Regions from separate parts of the Sus scrofa genome. Here region 2 is linked to region 1. The links are chromatin contacts, called in public Hi-C maps. All regions are on one chromosome and are shown on one strand. Each heading gives the region's core, a stretch centred on a gene start, on an enhancer-like site or on the middle of the called end of the contact. The rest is flanking DNA. Distances are from core to core; before and after follow the strand shown. Region 1 overlaps YME1L1 (ATP-dependent zinc metalloprotease YME1L1). Region 2 overlaps ACBD5 (acyl-CoA-binding domain-containing protein 5).

Region 1 (6,935 bases), core at 3,484-5,983:
TAAGTATTTCTTAAATCTGCCTTCATCCCCAGTTCCACTGTATATATAGGTAGGTCATGATTATTTCTTGTGTAGATTACTCTAATAAACACTCATTTTAAATCTCTTTGCCTTTAGTTTTTGCTACCTCTAGTCGAGCCTCCAGACTGTTTAAAATGTATTAGTGGAGTTCCCGTCGTGGTGCAGTGGTTAACGAATCCGACTAGGAACCATGAGGTTGCGGGTTCGGTCCCTGGCCTTGCTCAGTGGGTTAACGATCCGGTGTTGCCGTGAGCTGTGGTGTAGGTTGCAGACGCGGCTCGGATCCCGCGTTGCTGTGGCTCTGGAGTAGGCTGGCAGCTACAGCTCCGATTGGACCCCTAGCCTGGGAACCTCCATATGCCGTGGAAGTGGCCCAAAGAAATAGCAAAAAGACAAAAATAAAAAATAAAAAAAAAATAAAATGTATTAGTGTGATGGTTGTATTCCACTGCTCTATTGTCAGACTTCTGCCATGGTACACAGGGCATTTTTATCAGTTGGCATTCTGCCTACCATTTTTCTGTTCTCATCTTTCAGTATGCTACATCGTTTTACCCCCTACCGTTCTCTTCTCTTGGTTTTTTTAAAAATTGTGGGTTTTTTTGGCCACACCCTGCGGCCACATGGAAATTCCTAGACCAGGGGTTTAATCCAAACTGTAGCTGCAACCTATGCCACAGCTGCAATAACAATGGATCCTTAACCGACTGCACCACAGTGGGAACTCCCTTCTGTTGGTGTTTTTAAAGTCCTGTCAAACAAGATTGCTTGTAGTTCTTGAGCACCCAGTCTATTGTTTCATGGCTTTTTCAAATTGTTCATGCTCTGTGTTCTGTGGTTTAGCTATCCCATTCTCTGTAAGACCTTTCTTGATCTCTTAGGTAGCATTTGTTTTAACGCTATATACCTGGTGCCTCTTACATAATATTAAAATGACTTCACAGACTTAGTTATTTGTGTTTCTCTCCCCAGTTGACTGAAAACATTGAGATCATGGAGTATTTATCTTTACATCTTCAGAATTTTTATGGGGCCAAGTATATGAAAGGTGCTCAGTAAACATTCATAAATGAATAAAGTTTTTATTCCAACAGAGATAAAGGAATGTGAACCTCGAGCCATCAGAACCCTTAATCAACATGTAACCTATTAACTGTTTTCAGTATAGTTAATGGTTTTGTATAGAATTTCTTTTTTTTTTTTTCTTTTTCTTTAGGCCTGCCCCTGCAGCATAATGAAGTTCCTGGGATAGGGGTCAAATCAGAGCTGTAGCTGCAGAGCCTAAACACAGCCACAGCAACTCGGATCCAAGCCTTGTCTGCGACCTACACCACAGCTCATAGCAATGCTGGACCCTTAACCCACTGAGTGAGGCCAGGGATCGAACCTGCGTCCTCATGGGTACTAGTTGGGTTTGTAACTCACTGAACCATAATGGGAACTCCCTTTTTTATTTTATTTTTTTGATATGCAAGAGGTGGATTTATTAAGATAGTATGCTTGTGAGAGATACAAGTGGGCATAGGAGGCTCTGCCTAGAATATTTCTGTATTAATTGATGGATGCAAGTGTAGGGTCCAGTATTACTTTCCTAGCCTTTGATATTTATTGTTGAGTGTTAAACTACTTCTAGAATTTTATTGAATTTTTTTTGTGCGTGATTGTTATATTTTGGGAGATTGTTATCTATATAGTCAACCAATATTGATGTATGATATATTATTTGTGTATTTAGGGGTTTCTTTTGCGGGACAGAGGATCAGACATTGAGAGTTTAGACAAACTCATGAAAACCAAAAACATACCTGAAGCTCATCAAGATGCTTTTAAAACTGGTTTTGCAGAGGGTTTTCTGAAAGCTCAGGCACTAACACAAAAAACCAATGGTAAGTTAACACCATCTGTGTTTGGGGAAGAATATCTGAAAGAAAGTCATAGTCCTACCTTTACGTGATTATAATAACTTTTCTAACAATTATCCAACTTTTTATTAGTTATATTTTATTATATTTGTATCTTAAATTGTCTAGAAGTGAAAATATCTGCTGTCACTTTCACTTGCTCAAGTGAGAACCTGGAGTCAGTGATAGAAGCATGAGTGGCTTCATGAAGTTTTTTGTAACAGGTGCTAAAAGGTGATCAGTCATGGTGATTATGCAGAAGAATGCCAAGTTCCAAGCTTGAATGTGGCAAAATGTGTTTACCATCAGTAACCTAAAATTTGCATTTCACTGAGTTGTCAATTCTCATTGATGTCATTCGTTTTAAGGCTCTTTCTTTTTTCTCCAGATTCTCTAAGAAGAACTCGTCTGATTGTCTTTATTCTGCTGGTTGTTGGCATTTATGGACTCTTAAAAAACCCTTTTTTATCTGGTAAAAAAGCTCTTATTTATCTGACTTTTAAAAAATCCTTTTTTTATTTTTGTCTTTTTTAGGGTTGCACCTGAGGCATATGGAGGTTCCCGGGCTAGGGGTCCAATCAGAGCTGTAGCCTCTGGCCTACTGCAGAGCCACAGCAACTTAGAGTCCAAGCCAAATCTGCGGACCTACACTACAGCTCATGGCAGTGCCGGATCCTTAACCCACTGAGTGAGGCCAGGGATTGAACATGCAACCTCATGGTTCCTAGTTGGATTCATTTCCACTGTGCTAAGACGGGAACTCCTCATTTCTTTTTTCATAGTTAGTCTATCTAAGACTTAGAGATAAGAAAACATTAATATTTATAGTCCTAGGACTTAAGTTTTTCATTTCTAAGTGAAGATATCTCAGATTGGGTCACTTTGAAATTGTTTTCTGCATTGAAATAGAAAAGTTTTAATCTCTGATGATTATGTATCATCTCCATTGTCAGAGCTTTATTATATTTGCATAGTTTTGTGGATTACAGGAAAGATTCCTTCAGACACAATAAATTCAAGTAGTACTTGTTTTGAGAAAATAATACTTTTTAAAGTTTCAAGGATTATGTTATAGCGAAAATATTTTAGCTCTACTTCTAGTGGTGGTTGGTTCCCCAGATTTTTACAAAATGATACCTGTCCAGTAACAAAATTCTTAAAACATGCAGAATCGTTTTTTAAATAGTAATACAAAGTAAAATCGTCATCTACTTAAATACAGTAATAAATTGAATCTATTAAAAATCAAATATGTGAATAATTGCTTTAAATAGTGTCTCATATTTTCTCAGTTTGCCAGTCTAAAATGAAATAATGTCAGGTTTAAGTGGTCCCAGTTGCTTTCTCAACTTCCATTCAGATTTTACCCCATATTTTCTACTTTATGATGGATTACCTGGAAAGAAAAAAAGCTGGTATACAATTAAGAACATTATTTGACCTGGATCAGGAATTACACCCAAAACTTGCATGTAGTCCCAATTACTTTAAAAGTTATTAGTCGCATCAAACTTGAGATGAAGTTTTAGCATCCAGGCATGACTTTTTTATATCTAGATCTGCCTTCTCTTGAGTCCCCCCCCCCCGAAAAAAAAAAGAACCAGTATAGGGATGATTGTTCCTATCAGCAGGATGGCGGAAGGGTGGGATGGGCTTTGATTATTCCTTTATATTTCTTAATTATGCGCAGTAGAATTGAGAACCGTTTAAGTGTAATTTAAATTTCTATTACTAGATATAAGGAGAAGAGGAAAGTTCTTAGTTTTCATTGGAAAGATAACGATAGTTTAATGTGAATCATTTATTCCTTGAACATGGCATAGAAATCCGGAAGATCTAATTTCTACTTCTCACACTAATTTAAATATTTTTGAACTTAGATATTTAATTTTCTGAAAATTTTCTAAAATTTTATAGTTTTATGAATCTGTCAAATGTGTAAGCATTTTTTTTTTCCTTCCCTTTAGTCCGCTTCCGGACAACAACAGGGCTTGATTCTGCCGTAGATCCTGTGCAGATGAAAAATGTTACCTTTGAACATGTTAAAGGAGTAAGTTAGAGAGTTTGCCTTGACCTCTTCTAACATTATCTTAATTATATTTTTTGATTCTGAAGGTTGGAGTAATAGAAAATATATATATTGGTTCTGCCCCTAATTCCTGGCACAGAGCTCCTAAAATGTTTGTTATTTCTAAAGTGATAAAAACACTAGGAGCATCTTTTGTTCTACTGATTGGTCTTTGACCCTGGTTTCTGGAACAGGGCTTCTGGGTCATAACAGCGTCTTTTGGTCTAATGAAGTGGCTCTGGGTGGGCTCCTAGGTAGAGACTGGTCACCAGAAAGATCAAACCATGATTAGAAGCTTGAACTTTCACCCCCACTCTCTGTTCTTCAGAGAGGGGAGAGAGGCTGGAAAGAGAGTTAATAATTGATTATCCCTGTGTGAGGAAACTCCCATAAAAATCTGAACAGGTTGGAGTTGGGGGAGCTTTCAGTTGGTGAGCTTGAGGAGGTGTGAGGAGTCACTTATCAGAGGACGTGGAAAGCCTGTACCTCTCCCTGTGTACGCTGCCCTACTTCTCTCTTCCGTCTGGCTGTTCCCGAGTTAGCCTTTCATAATAAACAAGTAGTCTAATACCTAAACTCTTTTCCTGAGTTTTCTAAGCTGCTCTAGCAAATTTAGCAAACACAAGCAGGGGTTGCGGGAACCTCCAATGTATCACTAATTGGTTAGAAGCATAGAGGGCAACTCAGACTTGGGATTGGCATCTGAGGTCTTTGTGCGCCTGTGGTAATAAGTCATTTGGGACTTTGGCCTAAAGATAGGTGTCATGATTACCCGTTCCCAGGTACTTTTTTAAAACCCTGCCCAGTGTTTTTGAGTTTTCTCACTAAGCTATTTAAAGTTGTGTAATGTGATGTTGCAGGTTGGCTGCAGATATATAATTAGGCCAGTGTAATTTAAAATTTAGGCATGGAAAGGCATTTATTTATAATGGTAGCCAACATGTTTTGAAAGTTTCACCTACGAAAAAAAGATTTCTGGGTTATTTGTTTTTTTTTTTTTTAAATTTGAAATCTAGAGTGCTAGAACTATATTTTTTGGCAGAGTTATGTCATGGATGTATGTAAAGGGACTATTCCTACTCAGCATATTGCCACCACTATTTTATATCTGGCCTTCTGTAGTCATTTTTAATGCCATTTTGCCACTAGAAATTTCCATTTGTGACCTCTGGCCATATGTTAATGAGGAAATTTGCTCACTGTTTCTGATAGACAGCTTTCTTAATCTTATATCAGAGTTTTAAAGTTGAGCTAAAGTTCTAATTGCCTTTTATTTTTTCCCGTCTTTTTGAGGCCCACTCCCTCGGCATATGGAGGTTCCTAGGCTAGGGGTCTAATCAGAACTGTAGCTGCCAGCCTACCTCACAGCCACAGCAACACCAGATCTGAGCCAAATATGTGACCTACACCACAGCTCACGGCAACGCCGGATCCTTAACCCACTGAGCAAGGCCAGGGATCGAACCTTCAGCCTCATGGTTCCTAGTCAGATTCGTTAACCACTGCGACACGACAGGAGCTCCTGATTGCCATTTTTTAAAAAATTTATTTTTTGTCTTTTCAGTCCCTCACCTGCGGCATATGGAGGTTCCCAGGTTAGGGGTTCAATCAGAGCTGTAGCCACTGGTCTTCTCCAGAGCAACTGCAACTCAGTATCTGAGCCACGTCTGCAACCTACACCACAGGTCACGGCAACGCCAGATCCTTAACCCACTGAGCGAGTCCAGGGATGGAACTTGCATACTTACGGATACTAGTCAGATTCGTTTCTACTGGGCCATGATGAGAACTCCCTGATTGCCATTTTTATTGGCTAGATTGGGCTTTACTCTTGCTAGGGAGTTCAATTTTGCAAGATTTCATATTTTGGGGATTAAATCTTCTAAATTTTTTTTGCCACAACCATTTATAAAATAGTATCAGTGCATTGTAGCTTAATTTTAGTCACTATCCTTTGGCATTTGTTAGGAACTAAATACTTTATAATCTAGTCGTAATTCCTTATGATGAAAATGACCTCATAATCACAAATTAATGTTGTAACTTAAACACAGACTCCTTTATTGTTAATATATTGTAAGTCCACATAATTTGCCCTTGAAGGTTTTTCTTAAATTTTTTTTTTTTTGCCTTTTGGGGCCACACTCACAGCATATGGAGGTTTGAAGGCTAGGGGTCTAATCGGAGCTGTAGCTGCCATCCTACACTAGAGCCACAGCAACCAGATCTGAGCCACATCTGCGACCTACACCACAGCTCACGGCATCGTTGGATCCTTAACCCACTGAGCAAGGCCAGGAATGGAACCCAAGACCTCATGGTTACTAGTCAGATTGTTTCCACTGTGCCACAACAGGAACTCCTGCCCTTGAAGCTTATAACTGTGTCCAAAAAAGTTTGGGATTTGAAATTTACTAGGTGACTCTGTGTTTATGTTAAATGCCACTGACACATTTAACTAGAAGTTTTGAAAATAGCAGTACTTTTTAAGTGGAAGAAGCAGTTTAAAATGTTTTTTGTTTGTATATGAGACATTATATAACTGGCAGTAAGGGTCAGGAGAAAGCCCTTTGTGTGTATTTATAAAGGGTCCTTTTTGTATCCTTTACCTGAAACAAAAAAACAGGTTATTCTCCTATTAAATTTATGATATTCAAAGAGGGTATTTTGGTAATCTAATCGTAATTTTGAAATGATTTGGTAAATTGTATCACTCCAGGTGGAGGAAGCTAAACAAGAATTACAAGAAGTTGTTGAATTCTTGAAGAATCCACAAAAATTTACTGTTCTTGGAGGTAAACTTCCTAAAGGTAAGGTATCTTCCTTTTCCCATGACTTGACAATACTGTAATGCATGACTAATTTATCCTTTATCATATTTAACTGATTAAGGTTTAATTCTTTTTTCTTTTTTTCTTTTTATGGCTATACCTGAGGCATGTGGA
Region 2 (7,723 bases), core at 4,680-7,179, 87 kb before region 1:
CAGGGGGTTAAGGATCCGGCATTGCCATGAGCTGTGGTGTAGGCTGCAGATGTGGCTCAGATCTGGCATTGCTGTGGCTATAGGGTAGGCCGGCAGCAACAGCTCCAATGGACCCCTAGCCTGGGCACCTCCATATGCTGTGACTGCAGCTCTAAAAAGACTAAATAAATAAATAAATAAATAAATTTTTTGGGAGTTCCCGTCGTGGCGCAGTGGTTAACGAATCCGACTAGGAACCATAAGGTTGTGGGTTTGATCCCTGGCCTTGCTCAGTGGGTTAAGGATCTGGCGTTGCCGTGAGCTGTGGTGTAGGTTGCAGACTCGGCTCGGATCCCGCGTTGCTATGGCTCTGGCGTAGGCTGGCAGCTACAGCTCCGATTAGACCCCTAGCCTGGGAACCTTCATATGCCGCGGAAGTGGCCCAAAGTGATAGCAAAAAGACAAATAAATAAATAAATAAATAAATTTTTAAAAATTAAAAAAAAAAGATATTGCAAAGTTATGACACTCCACCAAAGGGCAGCTGTTTTGGGCAGTATTCAGTACTATACTGTTATCCCCTGAAACTAAATTGATATTAATTGAAGCAGAAGTGTTGTAATAAATCATTAAATTTTTTTATAATAAAACTTTTAAGTTGCATCATCTCATCCTGGATTATTTTACAAAGATTAAGATCTTATAATCTTTTGTTGCTTTTTGCTTAATCTTTATTTATGGCGTAATGTTATAGTGAATCATGTAGCATCTGTCTTTGCTATGCTCTTGGCCTTTAGAAATTTATTTTCCTATATAATATTTTAAACACACATAAATTAAATATATGATGTGTGAGCACCTTGAGGACAGAGATTATACTTTATCTGTGTCTTTACACATAGAAGACATTCAATATATGTTATTAGTTTTTGCAGTAACCTAATGTATATATTATTCACCTTAACCAATAAACTTTTAATTCTTCATTGATTGACTTACTGAAGATATTATGAGATGAAGCTTTTGATGTTTCAAATTTAGATTTGTGTTATTTAGGAGTTCCTGTCATGGTGCAGTGGTTAATGAATCTGACTAGGAACCATGAGGTTGCAGGTTCGATCCCTGTCCTCACTCAGTGGGTTAAGGATCTGATGTTGCCGAGAGCTGTGGTGTAGGTTGCAGATGCGGTTTGGATCCTGCGTTGCTGTGGCTCTGGTGTAGGCCGGTGGCTTTAGCTCCGATTAAACCTCCTAGCCTGGGAACCTCCATATGCCGCGAGTGCGGCCCTAGAAAAGACTAAAGACAAAAAATAAATAAATAGATTTGTGTTATTTAAATGGGTTACCATTTTTAACTATGGTTTCTCCATTTCCCACCCATCTGCTACATAAAGAGGGACTATATCATTGACACATGGTATCTAATGGATACTCCTAAATGACCATATATTGTACAGATAATTGTTACTGTGATTTTGGAATTAATTATGCACCCTGTACAAACGTGTAACACCAATTCTAAGCTTTTCTGCGTTGTAAACTTTTGCACTGTTTATAAACTATTACTTTTGGTTACTACATGTTTTCAGTGTATTATGCAATTATGAAGTTTTGAAAGTATCATTTTATACTTTTAATATTTATTTTTGTAATAAATTTTGGAATAAAAGTAATACACACTAAATGGAAATGTTAAAAAAACGCAAATAAGAAAAAAAAAATAATCTGCATACATATGATCTAGGGATATCCTCTTTTACCATTTTGATGTTTCCTTCTTCTCCACTTTTAATGTATATAAATACTTATTTTGAAAAAATGTCCTGTGGATTGTGCTGAATATGGTGTTGTTTTTTGTTGTTGTTTGTTTTAATGCCAACATCTGCAGCATATGGAAATTCCCTGGCCAGGGTTTGAATCCCTGGCCTCGCTCAGTGGGTTAAGGATCTGGCGTTGCCGTGAGCTGAGTTGTAGGTCACAGACGTGGCTTGGATCCCGCATTGCTGTGGCTCCGGTGTAGGCTGGAGGCTATAGCTCTGATTGGACCCGTAACCTGGGAGCCTCCATGTGCCACGAGAGCGGCCCAAGAAATGGCAAAAAGATGAAAAAAAAAAAAAAATCACTGTTGGTATAACTAAGCTAATTTATAGCATTAAATCATCAGTTTTATCCTCCAAATGATTTTACTTAATTTATGTTTCCAATAGGTTCATTCCAGCCAACAAATGAAATGATGCTCAAGTTCTATAGCTTCTATAAGCAGGCAACTGAAGGACCCTGTAAACTATCAAGGCCTGGCTTCTGGGATCCTATCGGAAGATATAAATGGTAATTTTAGGTGGAGAACTAGGAAAAGAATTTTTACTTTAATGACATAGTTATCCTATGACTCTTATTTATGTAGTTATGTATTATTCTGTGCATAAAGTATTCTAGATACTGGATACGTTTTATCCTCCATGTACACAATTTCACACAAGGGAAGAGAGGAAAACAATAAAACCAAAAAGAGTAGATGTGTCCAAGATTAAAAAACATTTTCAGTCATTCTTTTCTTTTATGGAGTTTTTTTCTTTTTATTTAGCCAAGCATAACTACCCAAACTAAAAACTTTATTTACCCAAACTAATTTAAGAAGTAAACAAACTCCCCTGCCTCTTTTACCTGCCAAGAAAAAGAATGACTTTGGCTTGTCATGTGACATTGTTTGCTTTGAGCCTTTGAGGTAATAAATAACTAGGAACATGACTCAGTTTCTGCCAAACTTTTTATCTGAGCTGCCACTCCTGTCCCACTGTTCTTGAATGGAAATTTGATTTTTGGAGTTCCCGTGGTAGCTCAGTGGTTAATGAATCCTACCAATATCTATAATGACGGGGATTCAATCCCTGGCCTTGCCTAGTGGGTTAAGGATCCCTCATTGCCGTGAGCTGTGGTGTAGGTTTCAGACACTGCTGGGTCCAGTGTTGCTGTGGCTGTGGTGTAGGCCGGCAGCTACAGCTCTGATTAGACTCCTAGCCTGGGAACCTCCATATGCCGTGGGTATGGCCCTAAAAACATAAAAGAAAAAAAAAAGAAAGAAAGAAATTTAATTTTTTTTTTTTTTGGTCTTTTTAGGGCCGTACTAACAGCATATGGAGCTTCCCAGGCTAGGGGTCAAGTCAGAGCTACAGCTGCTGGCCTACACCACAGCCACAGCAACACGGGATCCAAGCTGCGTCTGCGATCCACACCACAGCTCACAGCAATGCCGGATTCTTAACCCACTGAGCAAGGCCAGGGATTGAACCCATGTCCTCATGGATACCGATAGGGTTTGTTAACCGCTGAGCCATGACAGGAACTCCGAGGATTTCTCAATTGTGTACTTTCCTCTTAAGTTCTTAATAGTCATAAAATAACAGGTTAAATGTAATAGCAATGTGTTATTTAATCTATTTGAAAAAATCTTATTTACTTAATGATTTTCTTCAGCATTGACCTTTGTTCGAGTTAAACTGGTTCTGGAAAATATCTATGAAAAGAGATGTTCATTATAGGCAAAAAATTTTTTTTCCTATTTTTAAAATTAAATTTAATTTTTTAATAGGCAAAAATTTCAAGGGACCTAAGGCTTTAAAAATATTTCTATTTCTGCATTTTCATTTTTTTAGAAGACAGAAACCTTTTGTATTTTCCAAGTGTTTAAGTTAGACTCTTATTTATACTAACCAAAACTTCTGTTCATTTGAACCATGACTGTGACAGTTCATGTAGAATTTTCTAAAACATTCATTTTTGTCATATTTCTTTATAATGATATAGAGACTTTTAAAGAGTTCTTAGCATATAATTATGAAGAGTCTATAGTCTCTGCGGTCTGTAGTCTATGTAATATAGTCTCTATAATCTATGGTCTCTAGATAGGTTTTATACTTATTTTCCCATAGGCAAAATTAAAGCCCATAGGCGTATTAAAGTTAGTACATTTTTCTACCCAATAATGTGTTGGACTTTTTTTTTTTAGGTTTTTATTTTTTCTATTATAGTTGATTTACATTGTTCTGTCAATTTCTGCTGTACAAAGTGACCCAAGGTTTTATACATATTAGTTTTAGGTATGATTTAATTTGCCATTTTATTCACTGTGATATTTTTCCTCAAGGCAGTTCATTTAAAGATCTTTTGGAAACATTAATACAGCTTAATGTAAAGCCTGTTTTAATTAATGACCCTGTAGCATTAAGTATAAATTGTATTCTGAGTAATTTAAACCAGGTGTGTTTTGTTGTTATCTGGAAATTTTCATTTCTAGGGATGCTTGGAATTCACTGGGTGAAATGACCAAAGAGGAAGCCATGATTGCATATGTTGAAGAAATGAAGAAGGTAGGGAAAATAATTAGCAAAGAAAATAAAAATTTTCAGAACAGCTTTATTTAATTTTGTTATCAGGCAAATGAGCTGCTTTGTTTTAAGGAACAAGGAGATTGTAACATGTTAGAATATAGAATATAGATAAATATTGAGTTTATTAGGCTTTATCTTTCTCATCAAAGTTTATCTTAAGGTAGATATTTTTTCCTTAAGTTATATCACATTGTGGTGACATGATACTTCGGTTTATATTTTTTTTGTCTTCCCTTTCTCTATAGGTGACTTCTGCAGAAAGTATATTAGTAGAACTTTTTTTTTTTTTTTTTTTGCTTTTTAGGGCTGCACCTGTGGCATATCGAGGTTCCCAGGCTAGGGGTCAAATCCAAGCTGCCGGCCCCAGTCAATGCCACAGCTCACAGGAACACCAGATCCTTAGCCTACTGAACAAGGCCAGGGATCAATTCCACATCCTTATGGATACTAGTCAGGAAACTGAGACACAATGGAAACTCCCAATAGGAATCTTTTAAAATGTTGAGGTCCCTTAGGAGTCTGGGAAGTACTTGAGCTGTCTCAAAAACATTTCTGCTTTGAAACTTTTCATCTATGAGAAATGGGTAACAAGGCTGCCCAACATTGTTCTCATACAAGTGTTGCCTCATAAATTGAGATGTTCCTGTGCTAGGGCTTCTGCAAGCATTTTTCTGTGAATGCAAAGATCCTTCAGAAGCAGAATAAGGATGCTTTTAGTTTCTCTTGTAACTACTAACGAGGGCATTCTTTATAAACTAGCACTTCTGTTAAAAGAATTGTTTAGAGGAGCAAATTGATGAAGAAATCATGGATTTTTAAAGATGATCTTAGTGCCTTTGTATAAAGGACGATATGTATGTTGGTGAAGGATCAGAAGTTATGAAATCTAGATCTGTTTGATAATCCTTTTTTTTTTTTTTTTTTTTTTTCCCGTGGCAAATGGAAGTTCCCCTGGCTAGGGATTGAAGCCAATTTACACTGCAACTGCAGCAACTCAGTATACTTTAACCCACTGTCAGCAACCTGAGCCACTGTGTCACAGCAGGAACTCCTTTTTTGCTTTTTGTTTTTTTTTTTTTCTTTTTTTCTCTTTTTTTTGTATTTTTGCCTTTTCTAGGGCTGCTCCCATGGCACATGGAAGTTCCCAGGCTAGGGGTCGAATCAAAGCTGTGGCTACCAGCCTAGGCCAGAGCCACAGCAACGTGGGGTCTGAACCGTGTCTGCGACCTACACTCAGCTCACGGTAACGCCAGATCCTTAACCCACTGAGCAAGGCCAGGGATCGAACCTGCAACCTCATGGTTCCTAGTTGGATTTGTTAACCACTGAGCCATGATGGGAACTCTGCTTTTTGTTTTACGATAATCTTAAATAAATTGTCTTTCAACAAAAAGAAAACCTGTAAAAAAGGGTAGTTTTTTGCCAGATGCTTTAACAATATTAACCTCTATAGTAATTTTTATTTGGTAGATTCAGACTAATTTATTTTGTTTTAATCTCTTCTACACAGGTCAAAGTTGTGCCCTTTGTTACATTTTCACAATTTTTGTTTAGTGGACTTTGTTTGGAATAGAGGGCAGAGCTTAATTCTTTCGGCTGTTTTTGCTGTATCAGTAGCAAAACAAAGGAGCCTTTCAAAAACAGAGAAAGATGTAAAACTTTGTTTTGATAACATTCTTTTTTTTTTTACCTTCAATATTGTTATAATCTTTCCCTATTTCCTGCATTTTAACTCTTTAGTGGTAATTACTTTTAATTATATTTTGTGGAGTGATTCAGAAAAAAATATATATCCATATTTTAGAGTATATATACATACATATATATCTTCTATTATTTTAAAAAGAAAGAAAACTAATAATGATGTCATATTAAACTTACTGTGTGGCAAGTAGCTTTTTGCCTGTGGAAAAATTTATGGGAAGTTTCCACTGTGACTCAGCAGGTTAAGGACCCTATGTTGTCTCCATGAGGATGCGGGATTGATCCCTGGCCTTGCTCAGAGGGTTAAGGATCTGGCCTACTGCAGGCTGTGGCGTAGGTCACAGATGTGGCTTGGATCTGGTGTTGCTGTGGCCGTGGCATAGGCTGGCAGCTGCAGCTCCCATTCAACCCCTAGTCTGGGAACTTGCATATGCTGCAGGTGTGGCCATAAAAGAAAGAAATATTATAGGTATTTTTCCACTCAGCACATACAGAGCTAAACATAGTATTTTTAATATCTGCAAAGTTGTCCATATATAGAAATACTTCACTTTATTTCGTCAGTCACCAGTTGATGGCTATTTATTTGAATGTTTTTCATTTAATTTACCTTGTTGTTTAAACATGATGATTCTAAATTGGCCCCTAGTTATGAAGGTTTCTGAGAGTGGTTACCACTTCCTAGTTAAGTATCCCCCCTTCTTTTTTTCTTTTTAGGGCTACACCCTTGGCATATGGAGGTTCCCAGGCTAGGGGTTGAATTGGAGCTGTAGCTGCTGGCCTACGCCAAAGCCACAGCAATGTGGGATCCAAGCTGTGTCTGCAGTTTACACCACAGCTCATGGCAATGCTGGATCCGTAACCCATTGAGTGAGGCCAGGGATTGAACCTGCATCCTCATGGATGCTAATGGGTTCATTAACCACTGAGCCACAACAGGAACTCCCCCCTTTCTTTTTTGGCCACACCTGCAACATGAAAGTTCCTGGGCCAGGGATCAAACCCACACCACAGCAGTGACCCAAGCCACTGTAGTGACAATGCCGGGTCCTTAACCCTGCACCACAAGAGAACTCCCTTCAATACCTTTTTGAAAACATTACCTTGGTGTTAAGAACAGACACAAATTTTCCTCTAAGCCCACAGTATTCTGTTTTATTTAACATTAGTACTTTTAAGTGTTTAATGCATCATCTATAGACTATTGTGTAAAATTTTACACAAAGCTTATGTAAAATAGTTTTCAAAATGAAAACACTTTAAAACCTTTAATACATTTGAAATTCTTACAGGAGAGTATATACGTTAAGTATATAATTGACTTTGAAGAGTCTATAAAAGAACTTCAGATCTCAGTTATCAATAAATAAATTATAAATATTATATTATTTGGTGCTAGCAAGGATTACATTAGTAGCTTGTTTTCACAAGTTTTGTTTCTTTTGATTACAGATTCTTGAAACTATGCCGATGACTGAAAAAGTTGAAGAATTGCTACATGTCATTGGTCCATTTTATGAAATTGTAGAGGACAAAAAGAGTGGCAGAAATTCTGATTTAACTTCAGGTTGGACTCTTTTACTTAGTTTTAAATTCAGCAACAGATACATTACTCACGCATTAATATTTATATGTCAAATTTTTTTTTTTTTA

Evidence for each region. Hi-C and Micro-C count contacts between places; a contact is called where the count stands out from the background.
Region 2: a Hi-C map of liver shows a contact between it and region 1, with 5 times the contacts expected there. The contact joins two enhancer-like sites. A contact is called at or near these places in 2 of 47 Hi-C or Micro-C datasets (brain and liver) and 1 of 2 datasets of contacts at active chromatin or transcription factors (alveolar macrophages).

The regions. Positions count from the first base shown.
Region 1 is chr10:48,824,334-48,831,268 of Sscrofa11.1, reverse strand. YME1L1 (ATP-dependent zinc metalloprotease YME1L1) reads left to right here. Exons shown (of 19, transcript XM_021064882.1): 6 at 1,757-1,907; 7 at 2,311-2,394; 8 at 3,890-3,972; 9 at 6,710-6,800. Among named protein-coding and RNA genes, the nearest start is that of YME1L1, 27 kb to the left of the region's middle. Within about 2 kb of position 4,733, at least 7 of the 83 cell types and tissues checked have an H3K27ac peak or open chromatin away from gene starts, as enhancers often do. A contact at or near this core is called in liver, where this site is marked.
Region 2 is chr10:48,911,362-48,919,084 of Sscrofa11.1, reverse strand. It overlaps ACBD5 (acyl-CoA-binding domain-containing protein 5), which reads left to right. Exons shown (of 14, transcript XM_013980249.2): 3 at 2,186-2,306; 4 at 4,273-4,345; 5 at 7,523-7,637. Among named protein-coding and RNA genes, the nearest start is that of ACBD5, 7.2 kb to the left of the region's middle. Within about 2 kb of position 5,929, at least 1 of the 83 cell types and tissues checked has an H3K27ac peak or open chromatin away from gene starts, as enhancers often do. A contact at or near this core is called in liver, where this site is marked.